3 separate regions of the Mus musculus genome follow, and all the other regions are linked to region 1. The links are chromatin contacts, called in public promoter capture Hi-C maps. All regions are on one chromosome and are shown on one strand. The core of a region is the stretch at or near the end of the contact, and the rest is flanking DNA. Distances in the headings are between cores, read along the strand shown.

Region 1 (3,836 bases), core at 422-2,921:
TCATTTTCATTCTCGCATACTCTGCTAGATGGTGAGGGCTTAGTCAACACACACACACACACACACACACACACACACACACACACACACACACACACTTTATCTCGGCGCCATAAGTGTCAACTAAACACACTGCTTGCTTCAGGTCACAGCTGGCCCCTGTGCATTTCCACTACAGCACCTCTGGCCATGTTCCTGAACCCCAGTTCTCCACTTTCAGCTGGCACTGCCTGCCACAGAGCTTGGGTAGCCCTCTAGACTCTGACCACCTCTATGTGGCAATGACTACTACGTGCACTGACAGATTTTCCGTTGATGACAGCTGTGATGGTGGCCAGGCGTGTTTCCGGGCGCGCTTACAACCTAGTCTCTCTCTCTCTCCATCACGTAGCAGCTTCCTCTGCTTGACCCCAGAGCTGACTGTGGACCCACTCTTAACCTTCTCCTCGCCACTCCATCCCACCCGGTCATGCCCTCCCAGTCTCTCCAGTCTCGGGATGGTGCACAACCTCCCGGAGCTATCCCCAGCTCCTGGGCGCCCCACTCAGTTAACTTTCCGCATATCAGGACCTAATCGCTCCCGATTATCTGAGTCGCCTAAGTCCGGCTTCTGCCTTCAATCACCCAGGTACCTGGAACTGACCCGTTAGTCCCTTGGGTGCTTTGGGGCAAAAGGGCTCTATGTGAACCAGAGCGAGAGGTGGGACGAGAGAGATTGAGGGCTCCAGAGGGCCGATGGCAACACGTGCAAAGAAATAAAAACCACCACGTGTGTGTAGCTCTGCGTGTGAGCGCGCACGCGTTTCCGCGCCTAAGGCCAGGGCGCGGGCGCCAAGTGCGCCCCGGGGCTCCCCAACAGAGGGCATGGCTAGGGGCACACGGGGTCGGAAGTGGGGGCGCGGGTACTCACACGAACGCGTGGTAGACGAACGCCCAGCCGCGGGGTCGCTCCAGCACGTTGTACAGATAGTTCTGCACCCGCCGGTACTTGACGTTGCGCCGACAGCTCTGGCTGCTGGTGTAGGAGAGCGGCTTCCCCAGCAGGCTCATTCGGGCCCCCTGCTTGCCCCGGCGGCTCTCTCTCAAGCCGCCGCCGCCTCCGCCGAGCGCCGCCGCGCGGGTGCCGAGCAACAGCAGGCCGTCGCCCCTGGCGGCCGCCGAGTTCAGCAGCACCCTGCCGCGGCCGGACTCCACATCCTTCATGCCGCTGCCCGGGCGCCCCCCACCCGCGCCTGCCGCCGCCGCCGCGCCGCTCCTCACCCAGAGCCCGGCGGCACCGCCCTCCTCTCCTCCCGCGTGGTGGCGGGGCATGGCATCACCACGGGCACCGCGAGGGGGGCGCTGGCGCCTGCGGCGGGGGCAGCGGCTTCATGTGCGCGGGCAGGTCTGCAGGAGGAAACCCGCAGCCGACGGGGCGCCCCGGGGGGGCGGACTAGCCTAGAGTCGGGGCTCCGGGCGGGGGCGGCGGGGTGTGCGGAGCAGGCCCGGGGAGGTCCGGATTTCTGCCGCTTCCAATTCCAAATCCGGACCTGTTGGGGGCGTCACTTTGTGAGGTGTCCCTCGCTTTCCTTTAGTCTGGTGGCTGCCACTCCCTCCTCCCCGAGGAGTGTCGGCACACGGGACTGAGGGTGTGCGGGATGCCCGGAGGCACGCTCGCACGCGTGCACACCCAGCAGGGTTCGAGTCTGTCTGTCCCCTGCACCCCGGCAGAATACCGGCTTGACCCTAAGTCGGTCTCCCAGGATGAGTTTGGTTCGGTTCTTCCTGGGACTCGGAGCTGTCCGGAGGGCGAAGTCTGCCTCTTGAATAAACTGGACGAGCGGGTCTCTGGGCTTCTCCCGCTGCTATGCCGCGCCTGGTCCTGCCATCCTCGGGTGATGGGTGTGGGCAGGAAAGGTTCTGTCCTACCCTCCAGGTTTTGGCTAGCCTAGGAGCGAGCCAGCGGGGGCTAAGCTTCTGGCAGTGGCGCTTGGGTTCCCGCGCTGGGGACCAGCCCACCGCAGTTCAATGGACACACCCGGAGAGAGCCAGGCAGGGACCCAGCAGCTTCCCGCGACTCAATCCAGCCTGCAGGCTGTGACTTTCCATCCTAGCCTCAGACAACAAGCCTGCGAGTCGCAGAACATCCTTCCCATCCCCAGGGGTGGGGTGTGGGGAGGGCGTAAAACTCCAAAGTAGCTCCTTCGTGGTGAGGGAGCTCCTCCTGACAGAGCAGCCTGGGAAAAGGAGCCCACTTCTCTCCTTCCAGAAATTTCCATGTAAGTGAAAGAAAGTCATAAAACTGCTTAAATCTCCGCCGCGACTGTGGCGTCCCCAGGGAGTTCGAGAGGGATCATGGAGGATAGTGAGTCCAGGACCTGCCTCTCAGACAGGATGCTGTAACTTACAATGTTAGAGAAAAGGGAACCACTGACTGCATCCCCCACCACCTCTGGAAAATGGGCGCCCCAAAGCCCATCTCTTCTCTTGGATGAGAGTGAGATTATGGTGCTGCTGGCTCAGAACTCCGCCTTTCAAAAATATTGTTAGCAATTAAACAACAGATTCAGCGATGGGGAAACTGAGAGGACACCAGGATTGGGAACTCCTTCTAATAGAGCAGCCTTCCTCCCAAATATTTAAAAAAAAAAAAGTAATAATCGCCAAGTTCAACTGAACTATGCTTTCAACACAAAGTCATGGTAGTCAGTAGCAAAGTGGCCATCCCTGAGCCTTTTTTCACTTCCATGAATACCAGCCAACACTAAGGCAAAAATCTTATCTTGGTTGTCTCACCCATAGCAGATAATACTCTACCAACACACCCACACATACACCCCGTGCATACACCCACGCCCACAGACAGCTGCTTTCTACAGTCAGAACGTCAGCTAAGAGTTTTACTTTTATTTTTATCGTTATTGTTTTGTGAAGACCTCTTCCTGGTTCTTACTCAGCAAGACCTTGTTTCCCTTCAAACCTCTGGGCAGTAGGCACTACTAACCCCTAGCGCTGTGCAGCTGGCAGCAGTACCACGTGTGAGCCAAGCATCAACACTCAGAGTCACTCCTGCTTTCCTCTAATACACTTCACACCCACACACCGTGGAGGTGCTAGAGAGGTTGCTCCGTGCCCTGCTATTCAAGGCAGATGCAAAGAGAATGTCCTGGAATAAGCTCTCCAATCCTAGAGCTGCGTGGAGACCCCTGGCTGAAGGTGGGAGCTGAGGTGGGGGGTAGTTCGGTGCAGCTATATTTAGACTCCCCGTGGAGTTTCTGTGCAGGGACTTTCAGGGTGAAAGATGTAGAGACTTAAAATGACTCGTGCACACGCTGTCGGCATGAAAAAAAAATCCTAGCTTTGCTGAAAATAAGAAAATGAAAAGGCCACTTCCCCTTTAAAGGAAGCTGTTTTCTTTGCTGCAAACTTCAACTGAGATTAGATCACCTTTGCCTCACTCTGGGGCCTGGCCCCACACACAGGCAGGAAATCTCTTTAAGGCAGGACTCAAGAGCGTGTTTCCCCTTCTGAAAGGCCCAGGAACTCAGCTGCTTAATGTCCAAATGATGGTTTCCTAGGATGCAGGGATCATACCAGGGAAGCTATGATGTCTATTTCGAAAATGTTAATAAACCCGGGTGGGAAGGTGGCAAGGACATCTGCAATTAGTAAGGGTTATAGACGTCTAAGACATTTGTAACTATCTTTTTTGAGTGCCATCCACTTAATCACAAACCCAGAGAAGGGGGCTTGTCTGTGTATTCACAGACAGGATGGGCCACTAGGAACCCAGCATCCTGACTCCCAGTTGGAGTACCCATTCTGCTGTTGGTGCAAACCCTAGGGGATCATCCTGC
Region 2 (3,836 bases), core at 887-3,386, 880 kb before region 1:
TTTTTTTTTCCATCACCTTAGTCCTTTCTCTGGCATCAGGTACTAGGAGTGACAATCCCAGAAGTTGTCAGTTTCCAAGGACTACCACTGATCTGAAGCAAAGCACTCCAGAAGGCTAGAGACAGGGAACAAAGGAGGCAGTACAAACTCTGTGCGTCTCTTTTTGCACAACACTAAGACAGGTAAAGCCCAAACTCTCAACAAAAGCTAGAGACACCACAGAGAGCCACAAGCTAAGCACAAGGCTCTGGCCAGCTGTGGAACACATGGCTATGAGGTTTATGATTGACACATGTGACGATCTGGCCCTAGCCTGCAAGAACTGGAGCATGACACTGAGAAGCGTCTTAGAATGGAGGACTGCACATTGACATGAGGCAAACGTGAAGCAGGGCAGGTCCCCTGCCTTCTCATTAAGCCACTATGTTAAATAATAACAAGGGTCCAGGAGCAAGAGACAGATTAGCTCTTTGGCTGGAAGAATGGCTTTTGTTGCGGATAAAACCTCAGCTTTAAGCTTTATAAATCACTGCATAAGGAAGGTTGGTTTTAATGGTTTCTTCAATGATGAGGAAACTGAGGTCGAGGGAAAATGTGAGTGGAGGAGAGGAAGAAAGTGAAGTGACAGAATTTCCAGAAGAATGTGGACACCAGCCCCAGTCCCAGCTTCTCTCCTGCAAACCCGACAGCCTAGCTACGAGCATGCATTCAGCTCAGACCCGGCTAACCCAAGAACAGCCCCAGCGCGAGGACAAGTTCTTCAGCCAAATAGGTCCTGAGTCGGTAACAGGGACATATGGGTAGATATGGGTAGATAAGGGAGATATGGGTAGATGCAGGGATAGACAAGTAACTCTTAAATGGTGCACCTTCTTACTACCCTGTAGAATGCAGATCAGGAAACTTACACAGAAGAGAGGATAGGAATGAGTGTTCTCAAGACCAGGCGACCCAAGCCATGGGACTGTCACCTATTACCTATGGTGCTCTGGAGACAATATATACTATAGTAAGTCCTTCCCACTTTTCAATATCACCGTTTTGCAGCACTCTGGAGTAGGGACCTCGGATTCTGACCCCTTAGTGGTTTACACAGACAGCTCTGAGGCCTACACCAGCACAGTGCTGAATCCAGGATCCCTTTCTCTGTTCCCACCCCACATCCCTGCAGCGACTAGGAAATCACCTTTCACAGAGAGTATCCCTCTACTGGCTCCTGCAAAGGGGATGAGGCTCTGGGTCCAGTTCACACAGATCTACAGGAACAGTTCAAAGTGCCAAAGGATATCTTAAAACTAGCCCTTTAGGTCATATTTAAAGAGAGGTTGGTAGCAGAAGGTCCCTCTGGGATGGAGCCAGGGCCACATGTGAACACCTGGAGCAAGCTCCAGAGGTTAGGATGAAGAACTTCCAGAAAGCCACAAGAGAGGTGGAGAGGGTTAGGGTCCCTTCCACTAGAAAAGCCTAGAAGATCTGGAGGCCCCCACTAGAGAGAAGGAGGGGGGATTGTGCAATTACAGCTGGTCTAGGAGTTTCCCACATTGGCACCAAGTCGCCAGAAAGGAAACCCCAACCATAGGGCCAGGAAGGCAGCTCTGCAATTGGTTCGAGGCCAGGTATGGGTTTCTGAGATTCAGATAGAGTTGTAGGATGTGGTGGGTGTCCAAGGGGGGCGACAGAGCATGGCACGGCCCGCACAGCTAGGAGTTAGGGGTGCTGTCTGGACTCTCTTAGGTCCAGGCCAGAGTGGATACAGTGCACAAAGCCAGAGGTGCAGATAACGTGCGGGACATCCCAGCCGGGCGCGCTCCAGCCCAGATGAGGTCCGGGAATCCCTGTCTGCGCCTCGGAGGACGGGAGTTAGGACCGCCAACCCCTGCAGCACCCCCTCCCCGCTCTACTCACCTCGAACATAAGCCCGATGAGGACGCAGAGCACCAAGCAGAAACCGATGTCTGCATGGTTGTGGATGATGAACTCCTGGCTGAAGAGCGGGTAACTTTTCGTCCTCCTACGGAAAGCCATGGCAGCGGGCGTTCACCGCCTGCGGGGGCCCGCACCCTCGCTCAGCAGCCCCAGCGAAAACTTCTCCGGCCCGGCCCGGTCCGCACGCCAGCCCCGCAGCCCAGCGCGGAACAACTTCGGGCCCCGCCCCCTTCCTCTGCCCGCCCCGCCCCGGCCTGCCGCCCGGAACCGCCCCCGGCCACAGCCCTCGCCCCGCAGCGGCTGCACAGGCGCGGGCCTCTAGCCACACCCCCTTCCTCCGTCCGCCCCGCCCCCAGGCCGCAAAGGCGCGCGCCTCTGGCCACACCCCCTTCCTCCATCCGCCCCGCCCTCAAGCCCTTTGGCCAGCGCCACCGGCCACGCCTCCTGGGCGAGCCCGGCGCGCCTAACCCTTGTGCCGCGCTCGCTACCGGTGCTTGCGGCTTCCACCGGGGGTACACTCTTCCGTGAACCTCGCTGAGACGCGGGAATGGAAGCCCTGTCCTCCGGCTTTGAGAGGAAGCGGCTCCCGAGCTGCTGGACAGGAAGTGGGCCGGGATCCCACTCCTAGCGCCCAGCTTCTTCCTCTGCAGGAAGGGCCCGGGGCGGGAAGCTTCGTGCCGGCCTGTGGACTGGCCCCAGCCCTGCGCTGGATCTTAAATGAATGCATGGCTACTCCTGTGTCTGAAGGATTGCACAGTGTAGGTTCAACCTCTCAGAACCTTCAGCAGCTACCCCAAGGCCTTGCCTTAGTAGAGCCTACTTTGCAAGGGCGTGCAGGTACCCCGCGTTTTACTCCTTCACTTAAAAGGCCAGGTACTGCCCAGAATTGGTTTTTCAGGGCTCACTACCTTCAATATTAATTGATCAGAAGTGGAAGAATAAACACTGAAGAAATAAAAAAAAAAAAAAAAAAAAAAAAAGATCCTCACCCAACGTTTCCATTTAATATTAAGTTTCAAAATTACTTCCGGAAGGACAAAAGGTCTTTTAAAATAAATTATACTAGCAAATATTGGATTTAATCCTGCCAGTAATGAAGGAACAAATAATCGCTTCTAAATGTACAGAAATGCAAAATGAACAGAGGACTGTTTAATTTCTTTTCTTTTTTTAAAATTAGTTTCACGGTTACGAGTTTGCAAAAATAGCAGTCTGAAGGTAACTAGAACTGAATGAAGTTCCTTAAAGAAATTTATCTCCTGTATTCTAAACTGTGCACTATTTAACAGACAGCCCTAGGGCTTCTAACTCCACGGGCGGGGCGGGGGGCATTAATGCCTATATTGGACTAACCTTTGTTTAAAGTTAAGACCGGTGCGTGCGTGCGTGCGTGCACGTGCGTACAGTTTATGACATATAGGGGCTGCACATGCATGAGCTCACATATTTATGTATTTTCGCCCCAGTGACCTCCGGTGTCAGGCCTCACCTTCCACCTGGTTTGTTCCAAGGTCTCTCTTTGTGTTGACTTTTCCACTAGGTAGGCCAGGCTAGCTGCTCCTCTAGCTCCTCCCATCTCCCAGTAGAAATGCCCCTTGTGGCCAACTTTTACATGGGTTCTGCGGATTCCAAGTCAGGTCCTAGTATTTGCACAGCATGGACTATCACTCACTACGCTGTCTCCCCAATCAAGACTCTTCTGAAATTCGGACCTAGCCTTGTAAAGAACTCTGGAGCACCTTGACTCTCAATGTACAAATGTTCTAATGGTCAATGATTTGTGGGAATTTCCTTCGCATATGTAATGGTGTCAATCTAACGTTTAATACTTGAGGCCAAAATCCATGGGAAACAGTAGAACTCACCACCCCTCCCATTTATAAATAAAACAGTCGAAAAAGCAGAGATGT
Region 3 (3,836 bases), core at 875-3,374, 740 kb before region 1:
CTCACTGTTTGCATTAGGGAAATACACATCAATCCACAGTAGCACTGCTGTGTGTCTCCTATCATGGGGGACCACACACAGTCCCATTACAGACAGTTCATGACAGTACTTACATGTGACACAATTCTGAAGTTATGCTGATAGACATAACTCAAGACCATTTACTCTTCAGGATATTTATTAACCGAGCTTCCTTTGAGATTTTATGTATTTCTCCGGCATGCCAAAGGCTCTAGGCCATACTGAATTGTGCATCTCTGTTACTACGAAATATGGACAAAAAGTCTGTCTTAGTTGGGGTTTTTATTGCCACGATGAGACATGACCACAGCAACTCTTATAAAGAAAAAAACACTTAATTGGGGCTGGCTTATGGTTCCGTGATTTAGCCTATTGTCATCATGTCAGGAAAAATGGTGGCATGAAGGCAGACACTTGGGGATCTGAGGGTTATATATTAGGAAGTACAGACATCAGGAAGAAAGGGTGACATTGGGCCTGGCTCGAGCATCTCAAGGCCAAGAGACAGAGCCCACTCCCGGTGACATACTTCATGAAACAAGGGGACACCTCCTAATAGTGCCACTGCTATGAGCATTTAGGGGCCATTTTCACTCTAACTATCACACAGTCTTACAAGTTGGCAGAGGTGCTGAGGCCACAGGGAATTGTGTCTCTGTCACCATGGATCGTAGGTAGACAGTCTTACAGGTTGGCAAAGGCCGAAGGTTTCACTGCACCCTCATCCTCAGCTCCACCCTTGGCTTCCACTCGAGCAGGTGGCAGCTGATGGCTTGAGCTCAGGTGACAAGTTCCCTCTACCTAAGAGCAGTCCTGTTCCACATATCTGACAGTGTGGAATCCCAAATGCCCTACAGAGAGATGTTCTCTGGGGTTCATTTAGAATCACTGAATAGGAGCATGTTGTGGCGGCTTCATCTTCTGGTACTTTAGTAGGAGAATCTCTGAGTGTCTATTCTGAGCCATATCTTAATCTGCTGCCGGGGCTGATGGTATGAGGGGTGTTTAAGTGCAACAGACTGCACAAGAAGGACTGTGCTCCAACTTTCAGACCAACAGAACAACAACAAAGACCAAACTCTAAATCCACTGTGAGTAAAGGAGCCATCATTTACCCAAGCATGCCATGGAAATAATAAAGCTTTCCAAGAGGGTTTTCATATTATTTTTAGACTTTGAGTAGGAAAGAGTTCTGAATCTGAGGAGGGGGGGGGAAGGGAGAGAGACAGACAGAGAGAGACAGAGACAGAGATAGCTAGGCCACGTGTGCACAATCAGGATGTGGGAAGAAGAGAGAACCAGGAGAATCTGAAAGCAAACTTTAGGATGGGACTAACTCCATAGCTCCGTGTCACTCCATAGCCCTATGTCAGCGCCCCTGCGACACTTCCAGGGTCTGATTAATTCTCTAGGAGCAGTATAGATTTCCCAGTTCTCAAAAGCAGTCACATTACTTCTCCAAATGTGTGTGTGTGTGTGTGTGTGTGTGTGTGTGTGTGGTGTGGTGTGTAGGATCAACAAACAAATGCCACCTGTTTAATGTATATAATTAATGTATATGTCTTTGAGGTAATTCTATTACTCCTCACCTCCGAGAATTCTGGAGCTTTCCTGAATACCTTGATTGCTGTTGTATAAGGGAGGGCACAGTGTTCATCCTAATTACTATTTCCATCCTAGAAAGCCCAACTGGAGTCGCATGAGAATTTACCAAGAGACACAATTTAATGTCAGTGTAAGGAGATTTTCTGGAAACTGATTCCCCTAGCCTTGCAGGACTCAAAATTCTTTCCAACTGTGGCGTTATGTGCCACACCTCCTGATCATCTAAACCTGGATACCTTGATCCCACAGAGTAAAAGAGTAAAAGATCAGGAGGCTATCTATGCCCTTATCTACCTACCGGCATTCATGCCTTGAAATCAGGTTAACTTTCACTGATCCTGAAGACCTTCGCATTCTGGAACGTCCCCACCTCCACTGAAAGTGGAAACAATTTGTAGACTATGTATATGTTGTTTACCTTCCTAAAATTCTTATGACGATGTAGGGGGATCCTAGCTAAACCAAGGAGTCCCTCTGCAAGCATCATCCCGGCCGGCAGGGGGAAGCAGACTCCAACCCTGCGCTCTCGGGGCCTACACAGCCGGGTGGGGAAGCGACTTCACTTCCCAGGGTCTTGGCCTCTGCTGGCCCAGAGCTGCACCCCACTCCCAGGCCGAGGACAGTAGAAGAACTTGGGATCCAGGACTCTACAACGCACGAACCAGCTCCAGAGAGGACTCAGCTCTGTGCACTCTGCTCTCTAAGGCGGGTCGCAGCTAGGCAGTGCGCCTGCGCAGAACTGCTTCCGGATTGAGGGACTACTCTTGCGCTTTTTCCGCTTTCACCAGCTGCAGCAAGTGCTCAAGGGTGCAGGTGAGCTGTGCATCCATCCCTTAAAAGAAACTTTTCATGCAAAGGCATGAGAATAAACCGTTCTTTGCTGAGCATCCGCCCTCTCCTTCAGTCCCTCGATCTTCACAGCAGAAAACAGTTCAGACGACCTGGGGAGGGAGGGAGGGAATGGCATCTGCCCTCCCACAGATCTTTTCTGGCTCATCCTTCCAATTTCCTGAATTTCTGCTTTCCTGGGGGCCCTAAATATCGCATCTGTCTTACTCTTTACCTTCCCAGAGGTGAGGCGTGGTGGTAGGTAAAGTTCAACCAAGACTTGCTTCAAAAATGGCTCTCATGCCCACTTAGATCATAGGTAATTAGTTTATTTTTATGTGAAAATGCTTTGTGCATACTTATTTACAGATATCTTAGTGGGTGGAGAAGATTCAGGAGGACCTGAGATGGTGGGGCTGCGGAGGGATTTTCAGTTTCCTATGCTAAGCAGTGAATAATTTTGTTGCATTGCATCCAGGACGTTTTCCAGTCCTATATCAGCACCTAGCCTCTGTCTGTTGCATGAACATGCAGTGAACATGCCTCCCTCTTCCAGCCACATTCCACAACTTTCAAGTTCTTACACCCTTTGGGGTTTGGGAAGCAGGTGCGGGGAGGCAAGTGTCCTTTGCTTTCCAGAAGAAGCCAGCAAGATAACTGACTTGTGTAAGTTTTCACAGTAAGCAATTGTTGGCAATGGATTAATTTTACCCTTCTATAGAACTAAACTCAGTTCTCTGTGGAGACGCAGGAATTGTGGGATTCCTGACAATGTAGCCAAGGATGGTGAGGCAGTGGGGGTGTGGGTGTGGGTTGGGGGGGTGGCCAGCCACTGGATAACTTCCACACAGGCTGTGTATTGGAGCCACCCACTCATTCTCTCAGGGCAGTGCGCTTGGAGCTGTGTGCAGGTCAGCAATGGATGAACTAGTGTGGGTTTGCCCTACTTGAGCTTGGCTGGCAGAGAAAAAGAATCTGACAGGCAACGAATCTCAAGCAGGAAATTAAAGGAATTTATCTCTTATTGAAACAGGGTCACACGATCAGTTGGGGGACTCAAGAAGGTGAACTCACTTTTCATATTTTAAGTTAGCTTAGAAGAAAAATTAGAATCCACGTTACTATCCAGTGACGAATAATCTGTGCTATTAGCTTTGGATTTTTAAAAAAGTATGTCTTCTTGACTATTAGGCACATCAGTGAATAGTTCAAATATATGTGTATGTGCACACACAAACATGCTCTCGTGCTTACACACACACACACACACACACACACACACTACTGCCCAGAGACTCTGACTAAGGGAAAAGCATCAAGACTTCCCACCCTTAATTCCACTAGTGCTCCAAGACAGAGACCAGTAGGGAGCCTTGCTTGTA

What was found. Promoter capture Hi-C pulls out the DNA fragments that hold promoters and counts their contacts.
Region 2: a promoter capture Hi-C map of pre-B cells shows a contact between it and region 1, with 7 times the contacts expected there. The contact joins the promoter of Tram2 here to the promoter of Kcnq5 in region 1. A contact is called at or near these places in 5 of 39 promoter capture datasets (the C10 cell line, hippocampal neurons, liver and 2 more), 2 of 484 Hi-C or Micro-C datasets (embryonic stem cells and pre-B cells) and 3 of 115 datasets of contacts at active chromatin or transcription factors (astrocytes, extraembryonic endoderm stem cells and memory CD8 T cells).
Region 3: a contact with region 1 is called in a promoter capture Hi-C map of pre-B cells, with 3 times the contacts expected there. The contact joins the promoter of Tmem14a here to the promoter of Kcnq5 in region 1. A contact is called at or near these places in 3 of 39 promoter capture datasets (cranial neural crest, hippocampal neurons and pre-B cells), 18 of 484 Hi-C or Micro-C datasets (the Ba/F3 cell line, CD4 T cells, CD8 T cells and 10 more), 3 of 115 datasets of contacts at active chromatin or transcription factors (astrocytes, extraembryonic endoderm stem cells and memory CD8 T cells) and 1 of 9 other capture datasets (liver).

The regions. Positions count from the first base shown.
Region 1 is chr1:21,960,271-21,964,106 of GRCm38.p6, forward strand. Kcnq5 (potassium voltage-gated channel, subfamily Q, member 5) reads right to left here and starts at 1,672. Exons shown (of 14, transcript NM_023872.3): 1 at 911-1,672. The coding sequence starts at 1,311.
Region 2 is chr1:21,077,089-21,080,924 of GRCm38.p6, forward strand. Tram2 (translocating chain-associating membrane protein 2) reads right to left here and starts at 2,137. Exons shown (of 11, transcript NM_177409.3): 1 at 1,906-2,137. The coding sequence starts at 2,025.
Region 3 is chr1:21,216,451-21,220,286 of GRCm38.p6, forward strand. It overlaps Tmem14a (transmembrane protein 14A), which reads left to right and starts at 2,125. Exons shown (of 5, transcript NM_029398.3): 1 at 2,125-2,439. The region is part of intron 1 of Gm28836 (a long non-coding RNA gene); the gene reads right to left.